Regions from separate parts of the Macaca mulatta genome. Here region 2 is linked to region 1. A link is a contact called in public Hi-C data. All regions are on one chromosome and are shown on one strand. Each heading gives the region's core, a stretch centred on a gene start, on an enhancer-like site or on the middle of the called end of the contact. The rest is flanking DNA. Distances are from core to core; before and after follow the strand shown. Region 1 holds the start of MTFR2 (mitochondrial fission regulator 2). Region 2 holds the start of BCLAF1 (BCL2 associated transcription factor 1).

Region 1 (3,773 bases), core at 784-3,283:
TGTGTCCCCACCCAAATCTCACCTTGAATTGTAATTATCCTCACGTGTCAAGGGTGGGGCCAGGTGAAGATAACTGAATCATGGGGGCAGCTTCCCCCATACTATGCTCATGGTAGTGAATAAGTCTCATGAGATGTGATGGTTTTATAAAATGGAGTCCCCTGCACAAGTTCTCTTGTCTGCCACTATGTAAGATGTGACTTTGCTACTCATTTGCCTTCAGCCATGACTGTGAGGCCTCCCCAGCCATGTGGAACTGTGAGTCAATTAAACCTCTTTCCTTTATAAATTACCCAGTCTCGGGTATGTCTTTATTAGCAGTATGAGAACAGACTAATACAGTTTATAATTCTCAGGCCTAAATCACCCTCTTTCCATTAGATTTATTCTGGATTTATTGAGGTTTAAATATTGAACTTGTTTATAAATTACCCTGAATAGAAGTTTTAATGTATCTGTGCAATAAATGTAATTCTGTGAAGGTCATGTCTGTATTTTGCTTCCTTTGTATCTTCTGTTGGCATTTGTCCTATCAGGTAAATATGTTCTCAATAATCTCATCCCTCTTCTAACTCAAACCATCAAAGCTATACTATTGCAAACTCACCTTTGTCCCACCTAAAAAGAAGCAACAATTTTGCCTTAAATCAAATGACTACATACAAGTCATTTCAAAATGAAACCCAAGAACAAATACAACAGATCCATTCCAATCCATTAAAAGATATTTACCTGGTCTACAGGAACGCCAAAATATTCCAGCATCTCTCTTAAGATATTCAGTATGAGAGACATTGATGAAGCAAATACAGAAGCCAATTCAAAGGAACATTATCAGTTTCTTGGTGCCTTTGGGGAAAATTTTAGAAAATGTTACTCTTGACAAATAAATGCCACACAAATTGTACTACATAACCTGGAAAAGTCCTCTTGATACACACTACACCGTCAACTAATTTCTCCTAGCCAGCACTATTTTGAAGGAAGTCAAAGAAAAAGAAAGGAAGGGGAAGTCTGGGGGAAAGAGAGGGTTGTAAAGGAAATTTCAATTTATTGGTTAAATTACATTAAAACCTCATAGGATGTCTGAGCTTATGAACGGGCCTAGTTAACAGAGACCAATCAAGAACAAACTGGACATCTACTTAGGCAAGGCTTCAAGTTACATGCCACAGCGAAGCTCGCTTTCCTGAAAGCTTTGGGCTGAGACTCAGCAGATGGGTGAGTTTAGCCGACCCTTGAAAACAGGCAAGGGCCCGACTCAAAGTTTTTAAAAAAATGAACAGCTCTTCTCACACACATATCGAAGTACTGCCCATCCCTCCTCGCTCTTTTAAAATAACAAGCATGAATTCCAGATAGGTGACGTGACTTGGTCACCCATCTAGTAACAGGCCGTGACCAGAGCCGGATCGCGTCCCTCGCTTTGGCCACAAGCTTCCCGGTGCTCTCCAAACACAGCGTGGTAGCCTTGCTCACCTTCCTCCGAAGCCGAGACCCCGGGAATCACCAGAACATCAAGCGGAGGGGTTAGGAATTCTCAATCGAATTCCAAACTGCGCCACTCCTTGTCCACATCGCTCAGACGTCTACCCAGACCTCGACCCAGTTTCCACCCGCGCGCCTCGGCTTGCAGCCACAGGCGGTAACGATGACCTCAGCGAGGAACAAGAGGTCGACCCAGTGCCCAGCCCTGGAGCCTCACGTTCAGCCAGGGTAACGTTACGGGAAGCTCGCCCACCTCCTCCCGCACCCAACCAACCCACTTTCTAGTCCCTAGGACTGGACTGCTACTTCCGCATGACGGGACAGCTACTTCCGCATCCCAGGACGAAATCAAACTCCGCGGGCCAGGACCCGTACCCAGTCTCACTGGGCAAAACTGAAGATCGCTGCTTCTGATTGGTCATTGCATGACGTCAGGCAATTCGGCAAGCGACGGCTTTTCCTTCTCAAGAGGCGGGTCTTCCGAGAGGCAGCCAATAGGAGATGACGGGCAGGGCAGGTCGCGTTAGGACGGCGGCCCTCGCGCAAGGCAAGGTTTTAGGTACAAAGCCGTGAGCTGGACTCGCAGGCCAGAGTTCGTACTCCATATAACTCTTCGCAGGGAGTGCGTTACTCACTACAGCCGGACCCTAAGCGCATCCGCCTTCCCAAGTTCACCTGACACAGTCGCGATTTATTTTTTGGTTATTTCATTTGTTCAGCTAATATTAAAATACCTGTGGGACTAGCAGAAGCCAAGCACTACCCCCTAGGGTTCTGAAGCTTTGCAGTGGCTAGGATGCATTTGTTAGTTCACTAAATACACCTAAGTATCCAGGCTACCGAATATGGGTCGGACACTCCTGGCTTAGCCGAGGACGGCAAGTGATGACAGGTGGTATCTGTTTTCATTTCTGATTTGAGATTATTGGCTTCATACGAAATAGCTTCCGCTTCTGAACTTCAGCAAGACGTGCACTGGAGTAATATAACAATTTAAGATGTGTGTCTGCTACTGACATAATTTGAAAATATAAGTTTTAAATTTACATCATTTACTCATTCAACCAATAATGGATATCTACTACGTAGCAGACACCATTCTAAGCACGAAAAATGCCTTAATCAGCAGGGCAGGTCCTTGTCTCCTGGAGCTTACATGCCAGTGGGGCATCTCTTTCCATTCTAACCCTCATTTGCTTTTCTCTATAGCACTTACCGTCATATTCAGATATGCTTCCCCTACCACCAAACAAAATTGTACACTCCAGGAGAACAGGAATTTGTTTTGATCCATGCTGTATCTTTCCCCAGTGCTTTAGAAGAGTGTCTGGTATATAATAGGCATTCAGTTCGTTTGTTGAATAAAATACCTAAATGTGGTATGACAGAAAAGATGATAAAGAATGATTTGGGACTAAGCAACTAGCAAAACAATTGATAGCAATTACAGTGATATGCCCAGTAGTCTGAGCTGGATATGGTTGAAAGTGCAGAACAAGGATGATGATGGATCAGAAACCCCACATGGAGTAAGTCACAATTTTCTCAAGTTCCTTGTCCTTCCCTATGCCCTTGTGAATAAATCATGGCTTTATAACCCCCTCCCTTTCCCACTCTCTTATCAAACAGCAGAGTCAGAATGAAAACATTCCTGAAGAATAAGAAGGGAACCACTACTGTTCCAGCTGCACTATTAGCATAGCTTAATATTCCAACTGATTCAGATAGCAAGGAGGACCCAGGTCAAATACTACATCCATGAATGCTTTGCTGACAACTTTCTTCTAAATTCTTCAGAGGTATTTCCTCCACGGTTTACTAAAGCATTCATAATTCCATTTTGACAAAATCCTTTTATGTGATTGGACATTTTTTCCGTTGCTCATTTTTACATGAAATTAGATTTTCCTGAACTCTTAGAATGATAAGGTCCAAGAAAGCTTTTCTGACACCACAAAGCTAGCTTTTCTGTTGTCTCTGAGTAGTGTTAAAAAATATGGTGGCTTGCTTTCTGAGGTTTTTCCTGTGTTCCCCTCCCCCAGTTTGATCCAGGCAGAAAACTTGCTATTCACAAGCTGCATGTGAAAGTATCTAGTTGTCAATTGCTCATTATATTGAATTAGCTCATTATATTGAGCTGGTAAGCCTATGTCCCTAAGATTTTTTACCTACTGACTGATTTGTCCTTTAAACATGTAACATGTTAAAATGAGGAAATCGGACAAGGAAGTATCAAATACCAGTCTCCTGATCCTATGTGATTTGAAAGTGTCTCTTATCTGTGA
Region 2 (3,773 bases), core at 534-3,033, 36 kb after region 1:
CTGAGCCTACCAGTGGGCTACAGGTCTGTCACCAAGTCTTACAATACCACTGTTCTTCAAAGTCAAGAAGGGCTCTGGCTAAACAGTTTCCTTTGCCACCATTTTAATTACCTGAATTAAAGAAGATATTTCAGCGTTCACCACAATGTAGTGGTTAAAGTATGATATCACTAAGACGCTCCAAGATTGTTTACCATGAGCTACCTTTTTAAGTAACAAGGTCTCGCTCTGTTGCCCCCTCTGGAGTGCAGGGGGACGAGCATAGCTCCCCGCAGCCTCAACTCCCGCCGAGGAGTCACTTTTTCCCTCCCATCAAATTATTTATCCTGAATTGGTTATGATCAAAAATGCACAAACCTTGTAGCAGTTTTTCCTACGTAAAGGTTATTTACTGCCTAAACAGTATCCTAACATTTCAACTAGAGTCGAACTGAAATGAGAATTCACACGAGGAGCAATACATTTTGTTTTGCTTTGTAATACGAAAAAATTTGAAAGACGCTGTTGCAATGAGATACAAGTCTGAAATAGTTCATCTTTTTCATCAGTGTTAGCCACACTTGCTTTCAACTTGTCTTAATTTTTTTCCAATTCTAAAATGCTTTTTCAAAAAGTCTGAGGTAGCGAAGTAGCTGCTGGTACTTCAGCTTGATTCTGAAGAAATAAATTTTAACAGCGAATCTTAAAAGCCAACTCATGAATTTAAAATGAAGGCAAAGTCCAATTCGCCACTCCCACCCATTTCTCACACCAGCTGTCTACCAACTGTGGCTGCAACTTTTCTGACACGACTAAACGGGCTGAATCACTTGCTGAAGACTCGGCTTCGCTAGTACTCTTGAAGAACCGCACTTTCAGCCGGATGGGGCAGGGCCAGGCTCAGAACCACCAGCTAAGACCCAATCCCCTCGCTAGGGAAACGTAACTAGGCAACCACCACAAGTCAACAGCGCGCGCTAGCTTCAAAACAGCGGGTTGCAGGAGGTACTGAAATTAACTCCAGAGAACCAGGGTCAGCAGCGAGGGGCAGAACAGAGCCCTAAAACCTAGTAGCATCACAAAAACGAGGCATCAACTGACGGGTAGTCTGAAGCTGGGGAGTTGTTTTAAAGACCACGAGAAAAGGGGCAGACCTACTCAACGCACTTTGCTGCGGGTCAGTTATTTTCTCAAAACCCCAAAGGCCAGGAAGAAAGGTGACAGTCCCAGCCAATGAGAGGCGGACACAAGTTGCACCTCCGGCGGCCGTCGGCGCCGTAGGCGGGGTAGAAAGAAAGGAACGAGCGCGCGTGCGCGGAAGGCTCAGGCGGCCGCGCGCAGAGATACAGGCTGAAGAAATGGGGGAAGGGTGGAAGAGGAATATATGCGCACGCGCACCGGAGGCCGCGCGGGCTCTGGGTCTCGAGCCAGGTTCGCAAACACGAGCGCGCGCGCCGTTAGCACTGCTCAGCGCCCCCGCCCGGCCTTTTCGGCCCGTAGTGCCTCGAAAACCTGAAGGAAGCTGACGAAAAAACGCACAAATAACGGCGCAACGTCTCCTTGGTTCTCCTTTTGCCGCCAACCCGTCACCACCCACAGAAAAGTCAAAAATATGGCCTGTCCTCGGTCTTCACTGCTTCTTGAGTAACTTGAATACAGCGCGAGGCCTACCTGACACGCCGAATCGCGGTTCCGGGGATTTATCTCCGTTGCAACCACACAGCGGCCATTTCCCGACTCAAGAACGCGAGGAAAACCATAGAGGTACCTTCGACGCGCTAGCTCGTCTCCGTCACTTCCGATCTGGGGCGTGGCCTCGGGTGCCGCTAAATATGCGGGCAAGCCCCGCCCACCCTTCCGCTCTGGTCCGGCTTCCTGGCTGCTATTAAGATGTTGCCTGAGGCCTTCTGGGAAGTCGCGTGGCTGGTCTCGCGCGAAGGTGTGGCGGCCCCGCCCTCTGGTCCGTAGCGACGGCCTTGGCCGGAGAGGCGGTAGAGTGGGTTGGGTATTTTGCTAGGCCTGAGTTAGCTTGGCCGTAAGGCGCTTTTTGCTGGCGTCTCTGCCTAGTTCCGAGGAGACCCTCTAGACCTCGCCGCCGCCCCTACTTTTTACCTCAGTAAGCTTGTCTGGTCTGTTCTTTCTGTGGGGCCAGCTTAGACCAGGCAGAAAACAAAAAGACAATCCCACATTGAGGAAAAGACCGGGACGCGAAACGCGGCTGTGATTGCAGACACGCTGCTCCCTCAGCCAGCAAGGGCCACTTTTCTTCCTCTTGGACGCCTAACTGGAGATTAGAAAGCGTGGCTTTTGCTTTGCTATTAAGTGCGGCAGACGCACTTAGTTGAAAAATGGCCACTATCTAAATCCCTTTCCTGAGTGGCGTCTGATCAAATCGGAGCTCACGCCGCAGCAGCCGGAAGCCTCTTAGGCTGCTCGCGCCAAAGGAGGCAGCCCTCCTGACGGCGTGGTGACAGCTTTACCACATCGGCAACGTTGGCATAGGCATAAAAAAATAAAGAGCACGAAGCAGTTGAGCGTTCAGCGTGTGAGGATGATTTGTGGCAGCCGAGGAACACAGCCCAACGTAGCTTGGTTGGCCAAAATTATAAGTCAGATTGAAAATAGGCAAGCCACATTTGATTTGAATAGAATTTAAATAGCAGCCTTAGCACATTTTCCATTTATACTTCTCCGGGCCTAAAACAGCTATTACTTTGATGTTTAGGGATGTTAACTACCTTGATGGATTTCAGACTTGTAATTAGCAACCAGCGTGTCAGTGAATGAATCGAATCTAGTATTGGGCCCTGGTTGTGAATTTACCACTGTGCTTAGGGCATTCGTTCTTCACAGTCCAATTTACCAGCTCAACTAGAAAAACGACAACATTTTCATGGAGTGAATCCTAGGTTTTTATTGTACAATCTGTCCCTCACCCCATTACCACCTCAGGATGTGGACACAGGAATCTTTGGCCTTTTTGTTGTGCCCTGATGTCCCAAGCATTCGCAGGTATCAGGGGAAACCCCACCCCCGATATTCAACGTTTGTTCTTTTCTATTTCCCTAAGCGTCAGCTGGTCTGAGATATTCTCAGTAAATGTTTGTTGAGTGAATGAACTATATTAAAAAAATAAATAAAGGCTCAATACACCTCTGCTATTCTGCATGTATTGGGAGTCGGGGCGCTCAGGGCTGACAGCTTTTATTCATTTATTCAAAATACACCAAATTGCAGGCTAGGATATTATCTTGAACCACCCTCTGCAGTTCTATTGCACATGTGTTGAAAATGAAGTCATCTATTTGAGGCAATATAACTGATTATGATTTTATTTACATAACATGAGGTAGTAACAAAGGAGATCCTTTGGAACAAAGCCTTTAGTAAATGGAAGTTATCCAGAGTTCTCTTGAAATAGATCCATTTGATACGTGATGCTTTCCCAATCTACAAAGTAGGAGGTTCTTGAATTTAGATGTTTTATGCACATTCTTATTTTCAAAACCTGAAATTCCACCATTACAGATTCATTCTTTGTAATAAATGTTTTTTCCTATTAAAATACAAACGCTGAAAAGAAAAAAGAGCACATTTAACAAATGGGCATTGGGGAAAAATAGAACATTATCTCAAGAAGAAATATAGTTGTAAACAAATGACCAAAACTGCTAAGAAGATACAAATAGAATGCTGAGATAAATTAGTAAGCTGATTTTAATTTTTTTTTTTAAGACAGAGTCTCGCTCTGTCACCCAGGCTGGAGTGCAGTGGCGCGATCTCCACTCACTGCA

What was found. A called contact is a pair of places that touch in the nucleus more often than the background predicts.
Region 2: a Hi-C map of blood shows a contact between it and region 1, with 2.0 times the contacts expected there. The contact joins the promoter of BCLAF1 here to the promoter of MTFR2 in region 1. A contact is called at or near these places in 3 of 14 Hi-C or Micro-C datasets (CD4 T cells, blood and fetal cortex germinal zone).

What each region holds. Positions count from the first base shown.
Region 1 is chr4:41,350,282-41,354,054 of T2T-MMU8v2.0, forward strand. MTFR2 (mitochondrial fission regulator 2) reads right to left here and starts at 2,034. Exons shown (of 10, transcript XM_077999444.1): 1 at 1,767-2,034; 2 at 733-849.
Region 2 is chr4:41,386,360-41,390,132 of T2T-MMU8v2.0, forward strand. It overlaps BCLAF1 (BCL2 associated transcription factor 1), which reads right to left and starts at 1,784. Exons shown (of 13, transcript XR_001444478.3): 1 at 1,651-1,784. It overlaps LOC106998138 (a long non-coding RNA gene), which reads left to right and starts at 1,388. Exons shown (of 6, transcript XR_013416220.1): 1 at 1,388-1,743.